2 separate regions of the Mus musculus genome follow, and region 2 is linked to region 1. The links are chromatin contacts, called in public promoter capture Hi-C maps. All regions are on one chromosome and are shown on one strand. Each heading gives the region's core, a stretch centred on a gene start, on an enhancer-like site or on the middle of the called end of the contact. The rest is flanking DNA. Distances are from core to core; before and after follow the strand shown.

What was found. Capture Hi-C pulls out chosen DNA fragments and counts their contacts.
Region 2: a promoter capture Hi-C map of liver shows a contact between it and region 1. The contact joins two enhancer-like sites. A contact is called at or near these places in 1 of 39 promoter capture datasets (cranial neural crest), 1 of 484 Hi-C or Micro-C datasets (CD4 T cells) and 1 of 9 other capture datasets (liver).

Annotation. Positions count from the first base shown.
Region 1 is chr10:127,410,095-127,416,133 of GRCm38.p6, forward strand. All of the region lies in intron 2 of R3hdm2 (R3H domain containing 2), which reads left to right. Among named protein-coding and RNA genes, the nearest start is that of Gm23819, 8.7 kb to the left of the region's middle. Within about 2 kb of position 2,912, at least 25 of the 459 cell types and tissues checked have an H3K27ac peak or open chromatin away from gene starts, as enhancers often do. A contact at or near this core is called in liver, where this site is marked.
Region 2 is chr10:127,955,554-127,961,850 of GRCm38.p6, forward strand. It overlaps the pseudogene Gm47949. Among named protein-coding and RNA genes, the nearest start is that of Gm23996, 5.5 kb to the left of the region's middle. Within about 2 kb of position 3,893, at least 4 of the 459 cell types and tissues checked have an H3K27ac peak or open chromatin away from gene starts, as enhancers often do. A contact at or near this core is called in liver, where this site is marked.

The DNA of each region.
Region 1 (6,039 bases), core at 1,662-4,161:
TATCCATAAGTTCTGTGACTCTAGAGAACCCTGACTAATACAATTACTATTATTATTATTACTATTATACTCACCATTCAGGCTGTGAAAGGTATAGCACAGTGGATATGATTTGAGCAGAGACCCACTGAGGACCCTGGGCTCCTTGGGCAGGGACTTCTGCACTTGCCATAGGAAGGGGAGTCAGCCTTTCTAGGATCTGTCCTTTGGTTCCATTGACATCTTGATCTGTGGTGATGGGCAAGTGAGAGGAGCATCTGTACTGCCTACCGGAGTGGAACAGGGCTCGTTTGCTCTGACAGAGAAGGGTACTAATGCCAGGACTCAAGTCCAGGCCTGTCTGACCACATTGTCCCTTGTCACACTGAGAGAGCTAAGGTTTGTAGAATAGAAAGCTGAGGTCTCCTCTATATGTTGGCAGGCAGGAATGGAGAACAGCTGGCCAGACATTGCCATGCCAAGTGAGCTAAACAGAACATTTTAAAAATCACAGCTTTTACCTTTAAAAATGCTGTTATTTTTTGAGCATTTCCATTTAGTACTTAAAAGAGTTTAAGAATTGAAAGTAAAGCAAAACAAAAAATTCAGTGCATCTTAGCCCAAATCCAACTGGCCTTTGTGTAGTTTAAGTGGAAAGGCACAGTTGTAAACGGATTCAGCCCAATTTCCTTCTAAAGATATGTGAGTATCGTGCTTATTGATCTGTTGGAATAATTATGTATTGGCCTGTGATTTAGGAAGTTTCTTTGGTGCCATTTATTTTGCTTAATTAAAATAAAGTAACATAAGAGAACCAGGTTATTGTTTCTTTCCTATTCTATATTATACTTTTATTGGTAGACTAGTGATCAGTAAGGGTTATCTTGGCTGAGTATGGTGGTGCATAGCTGAAATTCCATTACTTAGAGGCAGAAGGATTGGGAGTTCAGAGTCAGTCTTAGCTATAGTCTGAGTTTGACGCTAGCCCGGACTATATGAAACCCTTTTATAAAATCGAAAAATAGATAAAAAAAAAGTTATCTTAAACAGTCATATAATTTTGGCTGTTTGGGATTGGTTTCATACTTACAATGACTATGTGTACATGTGTGTATATCTAACCTCACATGCATGTTTTATATCTTTTCAAAATTACATTACTACTGTGTTATATCTTTTACATTAGTGTTATGTGTGTGTACGTGGATGGAGGTCAGAGGGCATCTTTTGGAAGTTGCTTTTCTTCTTTCCTATGTGGGTCCTAGGAATTGAGCTCGGGTCATCAGGCTTAGCAGCAAGCACCAGTACTTGCAGAGCCATCTGCCTGGTCCTGAGAAATCAAATGCAGGATGTTTTCTTTGCCATATGTAGGTTTACAAGTGCATTGCAATTCTGCTGCTTTGAGTGGCAGTTTCACCAGCCTCCATTTATTTCAAAGGGCTTGGGAACTTGTTGACATAAAACCATTTTCCTGTGACTCCCGATGCTCCCACCTCGTCTCTTGAACCTCTGGTCTATTTTTAAATCCTGCTGCTGTGTGCTGTATTGCAGCAGTTTTCCTGAATTATTTATCATTGTTTCGAACTGAATGGAGCAGTATAGTTTGATTTTATTTGTTTTCTCTTTTTTCACCACTGCTCATTAGAATCTACATGTCTGTCTTTACCACGGTTGATAGATTTGGTTCATGTTAAACCCCACTTGGCCCAATCCTGTGAAGGTCTCACGTACTGTAGGAAGAGGCCACAGCACGTGTCACACGTGAATGAGCTTGGGTTAGTACTGTGTTCTGCTGGGCCACAGAAGTAGAGACTGTTACACTTAGTTCTCTTCTGGTGATGTTTTTGCTTCTGTAGTTCTTACTTTGATAGTGTTTATTTAAGAGCAGTGGAGAGAAATCTCTATGAAATGCACAGCAGGGAGCTGAGATTCCTTTTTGTTACAGATGTGACCTGGGTGTTTGTAGACCTTGAAATTCCCTGGTGTAGAGATACGGGTTGTGGAAGATTGTTTTGTTTTGTTTGGAAGTGTTGTTTGTGGGCCTGGAAGAAAGATGGGCCTAAAAGTAAGGCCACGGCTCTGGGAGGTGTGGCTCTGAGAGGCGCTTCTGTCTGTCTCTGTCTGAGCCCATCAGAGCTGCTTTTGCACTTTGTCTTCAGTGTGGGTTTCTCCCTGGATCTCGTTTAAGGAAAGGATCATTTTCCTCTGTTTGTACATATTGCTGTTGAGTATTGTGTACTTTTTACAACAGGAACCGGTTGAGCTTTGTAAGCAGAGGGCAGGTCAGTCACTGAACTGTGTGAGACCTTCAAGCCGCTGCTTTATCAGCCTTTGGTGCCTTAAAACAACTTCTGGGACAGTGGGGAATGACCTTTTTTTTAATCTACTGAACCAGAAGAACCCTTTGGGCCTTCTGTTGTTGCTTCTGGTCAGTTGTACTGACCAAGAAACTAGGACCTTACTGCCCTTTACTCCCTGCTGTTAGGCAGCGGTGGCCCTCAGATGTGGATATCCCATACTGCTTGGCAGGACTGAGGATGGCTCTGCTGCCTGCTCACAGATGCCACATTTCTTTGGACCTGTCAGACAAGTTGAACTCACCTTGTTTTCTATTTTCTCTTGTTCCCATTCATTTTCCCTTTGCCCAGACATTTCTATGGCTTCTTAAAAACCAGTTTAGAATCACTTTTATTTTATTTTATTTTATTTTTTGAGCTGTGTAGCTTGAACTTGTGATCTGCCTTAGTCTTCCCAGTACTGCAGTTACAGGTGTATGTACCATGTGATTCAGAATTGCATCTTGTTGTTGTTGTTGTTGTTGTTGAGTGGCCCACGATTCATGCTGCCCAGCAGCTGTTAGTCTCTACATACTCCTCTCCTCTCCTCGAACTCACAGTGCTTGGCCTCATTCCCAGGTTAGAGTCAGCAGAACCAAGATCATAGTTAAACCCTCCTAGTAAAGAAGTTTCTTCAGTCAAATACTGATGTCCACAGTACAGTAAAAAGAAAAACCAAACAGTGAGGTCAAAGTAGGAAACAAAAGTTAAGGTTCTAATTTGAATAAGTATATTAATCAGACTACTTATTCTGGAGTATCATTGTAGTGGAACGAGTAGTTACCTTTCTTTCCTGGTCTAGCCAGTATTACCCATCCTGGCTTGCCCTTTCCAGAATTGAGAAATGAGAATTTGAATGGCTTCAGGCAAGACCAAAGATCATCACAAATGGTATTTACAGAAATGATACAATGTTCATTACTTTAGACATGTATTGGTCATGAAAAAAATATAGCATGTAGCCATATAAGCAAATGACTATTTTATTTTTTTTTATTTTTTTATTTTTTTGAGACAGGGTTTCTTTCTATAGCCCTGGCTATCCTGGAACTCACTCTGTAGACCAGGCTGCCTCAGCCTCAGAACCCTCCTGCTTTAGTTTCCTGAATACTGGAATTATAGAACTGTTCCATGTCTCTCACCACATTTGTCACTCAGAGTGTTAGGTTGGTCTCTTTACAAAAGCTAGGTTGCTGTGCTTTCTCTGAAGGCATTAGAGATGTGCTCTTTGGAAGTATAAATATATTTTGAAGGTCTGAGCAATTTTTTGATCTAGATACCAAAGGACTATTTGTAAGAGTTCAGTGGCCTTCTGTTAATATGGAATTCCACAGAGTGACACAGTATCAGGTCTGTAATCAGTTCCTCATTCTTTAAGTAAACAGTGTGTTCTTGTTTGTTTATTTGAGACAGGGTTTCTCTGTATAGCCCTGGCTGTCCAGGAACTCACTCTGTAGACCAGGCTGGCCTCAAGCCCACAACGATCCACCTGCCTCTGCCTCCTCAGTGCTGGGATTAAAGGCATTTAATCTGTTTAGGTGACTAACTGGTATCCTTGCTAGCAGTTTTTGTAGCCAGTTGATTCTTGTTCACTTTACTACTGGTCAGTTTGTGAGTATAAAGTGGTTAGTCTGAATAAACCATGATACACACTAGAGATTGCACTGGCATTTGATAGCAACATGGTGTGAGAACACAAGTTGGAATGATTTCCCCCTTTTCTAATCTGTGTGTTGCTATGTATGAGCATGATGTAGATGTATGTGCAGATGCATGAACACAATGCAGTGTCCATGTGCAGTTCATGGGATGACTGGAAGGGTCTGACCTCTCTTTTATAAGGAGTCTCGCTTGCTGCTCTGTATGCTGGTCTAGCGGGCCTGTGACCTTCCAGGCAGTCTCCTGTCACTCCCCTTTCATCAGAGGGTCACCATGGTTACACATGTGCTGCCTGACTCACACCTGCATGACAAGTCCTTCACTGTCTCCCCAGCCTCAGAGCTGGACTATGTCCATGTGGCATTTCACCTGGACGAGCTTCAGTAATATCTGTAACCATAGGATTTTAAAGTCTAAGTGCCATCTCATTATGATTTTATAAAGAATTGGTTCTGAGTCATGTGATAATAAGTTCATGTTCAGTTTTCCCCAATTGTGAGCTGTCTTTTCTTTTTTTTTTTTTTTTTTTTTTTTTTTTTTTTTTTAAAGATTTATTTATTTATTATATGTAAGTACACTGTAGCTGTCCTCAGACACTCCAGAAGAGGGCATCAGATCTCATTACGGGTGGTTGTGAGCCACCATGTGGTTGCTGGGATTTGAACTTCGGACCTTCGGAAGAGCAGTCGGGTGCTCTTACCCACTGAGCCATCTCACCAGCCCGAGCTGTCTTTTCTTACTGTTGTGTTCATATGATTTCAAAGATAGTGTCTTAGTTAGGGTTTCTGTTGTGAGAAGACATCGCAAGGCAACTCCTCTAAAGGAAAACATTTCACGGGTGCTGGCTTACAGTCCAGGGTTTATCCATTATCATCATGTTGGGAGTGTGATGGCACACAGGTGGTCATGGTGCAGAAGGAGGAGCTGAGAGTTCCACATCTGGATCCATAGACAGCAGGAAGAGAGTGAATCACACTGGGCCTGTCTTGAGCATCTGAGACCTCTGATCGCACACCCAGTGACAGTTCCTCCAGTCAGGCCTCATGCGCTCCAACAAGGCTGCTCCTCCTGAGAGTGTCATTCCCTATAGGTATATTTTTTATTTAATAGTTTTTATTATAGGAGAGTAGAGTTTTCTTCTTTCTCTCTGTGAGAGCAGGGCAGGGCGTGGAGGTCGTGCTGTGAGTTGAACCACAGAGTAGCATCCTCAGTCCTTTACTTGTGAGTTTGAGATAGGCTCTTGCTAATTTCCTAGACCTTGAACTCACCATGGAACTGTTGGTAGGTGTTGAACCTTTGATACTTTTTGCCTCAGCCTTCTGAGTAGCTGGGATTACCAACAGATTTAGGAAGACTAGAATTCCAGTGTTAAAAAAACAAAAACAAAAACAGTTGGGCATAGTGGTGCTCACCGCTAATCTCAGCACTGGAAAGGATATGTCTGAAGCCAGCCTCAATTTCATAGTGAGACTTTGTCTCAGAAACAAAAACAAAAGAAAACAAAACCCATCAAACAACAATAACAAATGCTGTTTGAAGTGCCCATAATTGCCTATAATTCAGCACTCTCTAGGTGAAAGCAGGATTGCCAGTTTAAAAACAGCTTGAGTGAGCTACATACTAAATTGTAGGCCAGCCTGGATGATAGAGTGTGATTCTATCAAAATAAAGACCCCAAAGAGTTTAAAATATTGCATGGGGCAGGGATGGTGATGCACACCTTTAATCCCAGCATCTGGGAGGCAGAGACAGATGAATCTCTGTGAGTTTGAGGCTAGCCTGGTCTATGTAGAGAGTTCTGGGCTAGACAAGGCCTGGCTCAATCAAAATAAAGAAATAAAACAAAATTTTGTTCAGACTAAATAAAATGTTCGCAAATGATAAATCCAGCTTGTTTTTCACATTTATTTTGTGTGTATATTACATGGGCCTTGCACATGCCGTGGCACTTGTGTGAGGTTGGAGGACAGCCTGTGGAATGTCACTTGGGCTTGGCTGCAGACCTTTACCTGCTGAGCCATCTTGCCAGCACCATAACTTGCTTTGAAATCTTGTAATCTTGCAG
Region 2 (6,297 bases), core at 2,643-5,142, 550 kb after region 1:
TATAAGATGGAACTGGGATTTTGGTGTTGATGGGATATAGATAAGATTTGCATGCACTAAGCCAATTCTGTACTGGAATGCTACTTCAACAAGTTGCATGAGAGTAAATGGGTCTGCTGTGTTCCATGGGTGCAAAATTTACAGCGATGAGAAACAGGCCGGTCGTTGTATAGGTGTAGGTGGGTGGGGGAGTGACTTAGAGACATGGATGGGAAAGCATGGAAAGATGATGAAACTGTATCTTGGTGCTGATGGTAATTACACCTGTTGGTGTGTTCAAATCCATAGGGTATACACCAACAGTTCATTGTAATGAATGATAACGTAAATATTTGAAAGGAAATGAAAAGGATAGAGAGCTTCGTTAATTCAACTTCAAAAGTCCTATTATTTGTGACAATGAATATGGACTCTTGTCTCCAGAAGGAAAGTGAGATCTGGGTCCTGATTTTATTGCTTCTGCCAGGCTCAGCAGTGAGATTCTGGCTATATAGCCCTCGGCTTTCCGAGAGTTAACCTTGATTTTATTCATTTTGTGAATTCTGTTGTATGACTGAGTGTTTCCTGGGGATGTCAGCTCATAGTACATATCACATTTCATAATATAAAGTTTTCCCGGAGGTTCATAGAAAGCAATTAAAATAAATATATATATATATATACCGGGTTACCAACCACACATTCTCTGGGATGAGGAGGAGCTGTTCTGTTGGTGTGCCCACTAGGTGGCAGTGTGGAGTAAAGTAGGGCAGGGATCTCAAAGAAGGTGGAAATTCTTGATCCAAAACCTGCTCAAGGACCAGTTGGCTTCTCACACCCATGGCTTGTTAAGCCACAGAGCTGTGCGGAGTCCCCTGTTGTGGAACACTGCGGTCCAGGAGTGGCACACCTGAACCCGAAGCAGCCTTGAGCACCCTTAGGAGACCTTCCCAAAGCTAGGCCTGCTGAACATCCCTTCAGAGGAGTGAAGAGGGTCACCATCCCCTCACCTGAGCTGCCAGCCACTCAGTTCCTCCTACCCCACCACCCCAGGCCCAGGTGTATGTAATCTTGATGCTCGAGGTTCCGGGAGAGGTGCGGGGGAGGGGATGCTAGCGGTACAGGAGGTGAACTCGGTGTAGCAGCAACTTTTGCGAGTCATCGCTTACACTGGTGCTGGCTTTGGACACAATGGCAAGAGTCACTCGCGCTCCCACAAGTGCCCCTGCACTCACGTTTCTGTAGGAAACCCCAATAAACTCACTGGCTAACTTTCGTTGCTTGTGTAGTTCCTGCGACAAAATACCTCTACAGGCAACTAAAGGAAGCCGTTGCAGCTCACCCATTCAGGGAACACGACACATCAGGACAGGGAAGTGTTAGAAGACAGCTGTTCACCCTGTATGAGAATGGTGAATGATAAATTCTTGGACTCAGCTCATTTTATCCCTCCCCCCCCCCACACACACACACACATTCACGCACCTCTTGAGAGAAAAGCATATTTATTTACTATCAAGGTCACTTTCTCCTTACCGGTACAGATGTTAGAGGTCTGGAATTTGACACCAGAAGATGGGAGTTGCTCAAAGGACAATGCCCATGCACAGCCTAGGTATTGAGGACTTGTTTCCCTCTGTTTAGAGCCTGTGAGACCCAAAGTCACTATGAAGGGGGATAGTCTCGGCCTTGTGCACGCCGAGGTAGGAGAGGCCATCCAGGCAGGGGACTAATTATTATTATTATTAGTTTGTCATTAGTCTTAGCAATTTGTGTAGACATTTGCTCCAGAAGATTGCTAAACACGGTTACAGAGTCAGCCTCTGAAGTAGGCATAGTTAGGGAGGAACTCGGATGTGGATCACCGGAAGAATGAGCTTGGAAGAGTTGACATGTTCTTATGGGAACCCTGTGTAGGTATTTATGAAAAGGTATTTACCTAAGAAGCAAGCTTGGTTTCACGCTTACCCGCCTTCACACCTGACAATGTCATCTCTTGCTCCCTTGTGTGCTCTGACTCCACCACAGTCCCACTATGCCCATCTGCCTTGATCACTTTGAATAGGTACTCTTTCAGACTTACCAAATCCAGATTGTGAGCGCCTTCTCGTCTACTTACTATCTTCATCTTGCATCTACTAGATTTAATTGTCAAGACTCCAGAAAGAGAGCTCGGAAGTTGTCACATTCAGTAAAGTGCTCACTTTGAAAGTTTGATCCCCAGAAGACACTTTTTAAGAAGGCAGGGTATACAAGCCTGGCCTGGTGGCACACACCTTTAATCCTAGCACTGGGGATTAGCAGAGACAGGAGGATCTCTGTCAGTTCAAGGCAAGCCTGGTCTACAAAGAGAATTCCAGGAGAGACAGCTACACAGAGAAGCCAACCCTACCCCAAAGACAGACAGGAAGAGAGAAAGACAGAAAGAAAGAAAGAAAGAAAGAAAGAAAGAAAGAAAGAAAGAAAGAGAGAGAGAGAGAGAGAGAGAGAGAGAGAGAGAGAAAGAAAGAAAGAAAGAAAGAAAGAAAGAAAGAAAGAAAGAAAGAAAGAAAGAAAGAGGAGGAGGGTGGAAGAAGGAAGGAAGGAAAGAAGGGAGAAAAGAAGGAAGGAATCCTGGGTATTTGTGGTCCCAGGTCCCAGAACTGATGAGGCAGAGACAGGAGGATCTCTCAACTCCCTGGCCAGCCAGTCTAGCCCATTTAATGAGTTCCAGACCAATGAAAGACTCTGTCTCTAAAAATGATAGTGTCTGAGGTATGGTATCTAAAGTTGCTCTTTGCCATCCCCACCCCCACCCCCCCCAGGCCACACACACATACTCACCACAGGAGACAGAAGACCATGCTCACAAGACTCCAGTAAAAGATGACTTTTTTCAATGTAACTTTTTAAAATGGATTATTTAAGGGACCAGAAACTTTTGAGAAATGTAATTGAAAAATAAACGCCAGCCGGGCGTGGTGGCTCACGCCTTTAATCCCAGCACTTGGGAGGCAGAGGCAGGCGGATTTCTGAGTTCAAGGCCAGCTTGGTCTAAAGAGTGAGTTCCAGGACAGCCAGGGCTACACAGAGAAACCCTGTCTCGAAAAAGAAAGAAAGAGAGAGAGAGAGAGAGAGAGAGAGAGAGAAAAGGAAAGAGAAAAAGAAAAAGAAAAAGAAAAAGAAAAAGAAAAAGAAAAGAAAAAAACGCCTTTAATCCCAGCACTTGAAGCCAGCCTGGTCTACAGAGTGAGTTCCAGGCCAGCCAGAGCTACACAGAAAAACCCTGACCCCCCCCCCAAAAAAAAAGAGAAAAGACAACAAAAATCACATTCCACCTGAAACTCCCTATTTTAGACTTATCTTAACCAAAGAGTATTCAGCAAAATCCTCATGTCTTAGTAAAAAAATGATATGAAGGAAACAGTGAGCCGAAACACTCATCTTTAAGATGTCATCTAGAAGAGGCACACAGTAGATAGATTTTCATTCTTCAAGCCTGAAATCTTTAAAAACTGGTTTGGTTTGGTTTGGTTTGGTTTGGTTTGGTTTGGTTTGGTTTGGTTTGGTTTGGTTTGGTTTGGTTTGGTTTGGCTTGGCTTGCTTTGCTTTGCTTTGCTTTGCTTTGCTTTGCTTTGCTTTGCTTTGCTTTGCTTTGCTTTGCTTTGCTTTGCTTTGCTTTGCTTTTTTGAGATGGGTAATGTCCCCTTCCAGGGGTTCATGGGTAAGCTTGCGGCTAGCTTGAGCAGGTGTCGTAAGCAGCTGCAGTAGGTTCAAGGACTATGAGTTTATTGAGGGACATACAAACACACACACACACGTGGGCGCATTAAGGGAAGGACCTCCACCAAATGTCCCTGTCTGGGACTGAGAGGTCAAGGGCTGCAAGGACAGAACCTGACATTGCACACTTGGCTCTGGAAGCTCTCCTCCCTCCTCCTGTACCATCTCGCTCCACCTCGCTCTCTACTGGCAGAGCATAGTATGGCATCATAATCGGTGTACAGAGCAGGCTTTGAGGAATAACTTGGAGAAGCCCTGGGTTGGTGTTGACACACTTGGTAAACTGCCCCAACACCATTTCATAAGGTCTCATTCTCCCTGCAGTGATCTGAAACACTGTCCTTTTATTTCATATATTTGTGGTCCTGAGACAGGATAGACAGGAAAAATTAAGGGGACACAGGAAAAGAGCCACACCTCCTTCTGGGATCTAGTTTGTCTTTCTTCCTCTCTTTCTTCCTCTCTTTCTTTCTTCCTTTCTTTCTTTCTTTCTTTCTCTCTTTCTTTCTTTCTTTCTTTTAAGATTTTTTTAAGAAGTGCCCAAGTGAAGACACCTCAGTCCCACTTGGAAGAGAGAAAAAAGCAATCACAAATGGAAAGGGAGGGAAGAACCTGGGAGGGAAAGTGGATGGGGTTGGGAGTAGGGAGGAGAGGGGAACCTGACCTGGTATTAGGTGAGGGGAAAGGACTGAAGCCCTGAGGGCCAGCAGAAAGAATATAAACAGGGCAACCTCAGGAAATAGGAAGTTGAGGGAACCCCCCCCCCAGAGTGCACCAGAGACCTGGGAGGTGAGAGACTCCCAGGACTCAAAGGAAAGGACCTTAGATGAAATGCCAGAAAGTAGGGAGAGGGAACTTATAGAGCCCACCTCCAGCAGAAAGACAGGACATCAAATGAAGGATGGGGTTACCATACCACAGTCACATCTCTGACCCATAATTGTTCCTGTCTGAAAAAATTGCAGGGATGGAAATAGAGAGGAGCCTGAGGAAAAGAAGGTCTAGCTACAGGCCCAAAGTGGGATCCAGCTCAAGGGGAGGTCCCAAGGCCTGACACTATTAATGAGGCTATGGAGTGCTCACAAAAAGGAATCTATCAAGACTGCCCTCCAAAAGACCCAATAAGCAGCTGAAAGAGTCAGATGCAGATATTTGCACCCAACCAAACCAACGGACAGAGCAGCTGACCCCTGTTGAATTAGGGAAGGCTGAAAGAAGCTGAGAAGGGCAATCCTGTAGGAGGACCAGCAGTCTCAATTAATCTGGAGCCCCAAGATCTCTCAGACACTGGACCACCAAACAGACAGCATACACCAGCTGATATGAGGCCCCCAACACATATACAGTAGAGGACTGCCGGTTCTGTGTTCATTCAGAGATGATGCACCTAACCCTCTAGAGACTGGAGGCCCCAGGGAGTTTAGAAGTTAGATGAGGTGGGGAGGGGGGCGTCCATGTGGAAATGAGGTGGAGTAGGGAGGAGGTGTGGGAGGGTGGATGGGGGTGGTCGGGTGTGAGCGCCCAACTCGCCAACAAAACAGACGCCACAACAGGATCCTTCTGCACACGTTTATTGGGAGACCTTGATTGCAGAGGCAAAAAGACCTGGAGCCCAGAATTGGTGCTGCTTATATAGGCCTACGAGAGGCGTGTCTCACACCCGGATTGGTTATGCATTCTACCTCATTTGCATGTCTCACATCTGATTGGTTATACTCTCAGTACCTCACAGAACCTCATTTACATGTCTCTCATCCGATTGGTTATACTCTCAGTACCTCACAGAACCTCATTATCATGCCCGGGCCAGGCAGTGACTTGGCAAAAAACTTTACTGCATATGTACACATTGGTTGTTTACCCAACCTTATGTGTGGTGATCAGCAGTTGCCAGCGCCTTGTAATGGCATATGTGGCTTCCCACATCTGGGGAATGGAATATCAAGTGTAAAAAAAATAAATTAAAAATAAAATAAAAATTTTTTAAAGATTTTCTTATTTATTTATGTGAGTACACTATCACTGTCTTTAAACACACCAGAAGAAGGCATCAGATCCCATTACAGATGGTTGTGAGCCACCATGTCGTTGTTGGGAATCCTCTTGAAGAGCTGTCAGTGCTCTTAACCGCTGAGCCATCTCTCCATTCCTAGTTTCTGTTTCTTGCTGGCTGAGAAATAGTGTTCATTTTCCTGAAGACATCTCAAAAGAAGGTGTAAAAGACAGCAGATGGGTCAGACAAGCCTGGCAGCCCAGGAGCCATGGCGTCTTACTTTGATGAGCACGACTTCGAGCCGTTGAACCCTGAGCGTGAAGCTCGCAACAATTATGTTGCTGTAACTCTCGAGAAGAGTGCACAGGGCTTGGAGCTGGGCCCCGGGCAGCAGATCTCAAGTGCCCCATGTGGTGTGCCTTTTGGAATTTGAGGAGGAGGAGACTGCGATTAAGATGCCCTGCCATCATCTCCTCCATTCCAACTGCATTCTGCCCTGGCTAAGTAAGACAACTTCCTGCCCTCTGTGCTGCCTTGAGGTGCCCGCTGATGATGACAGTTAT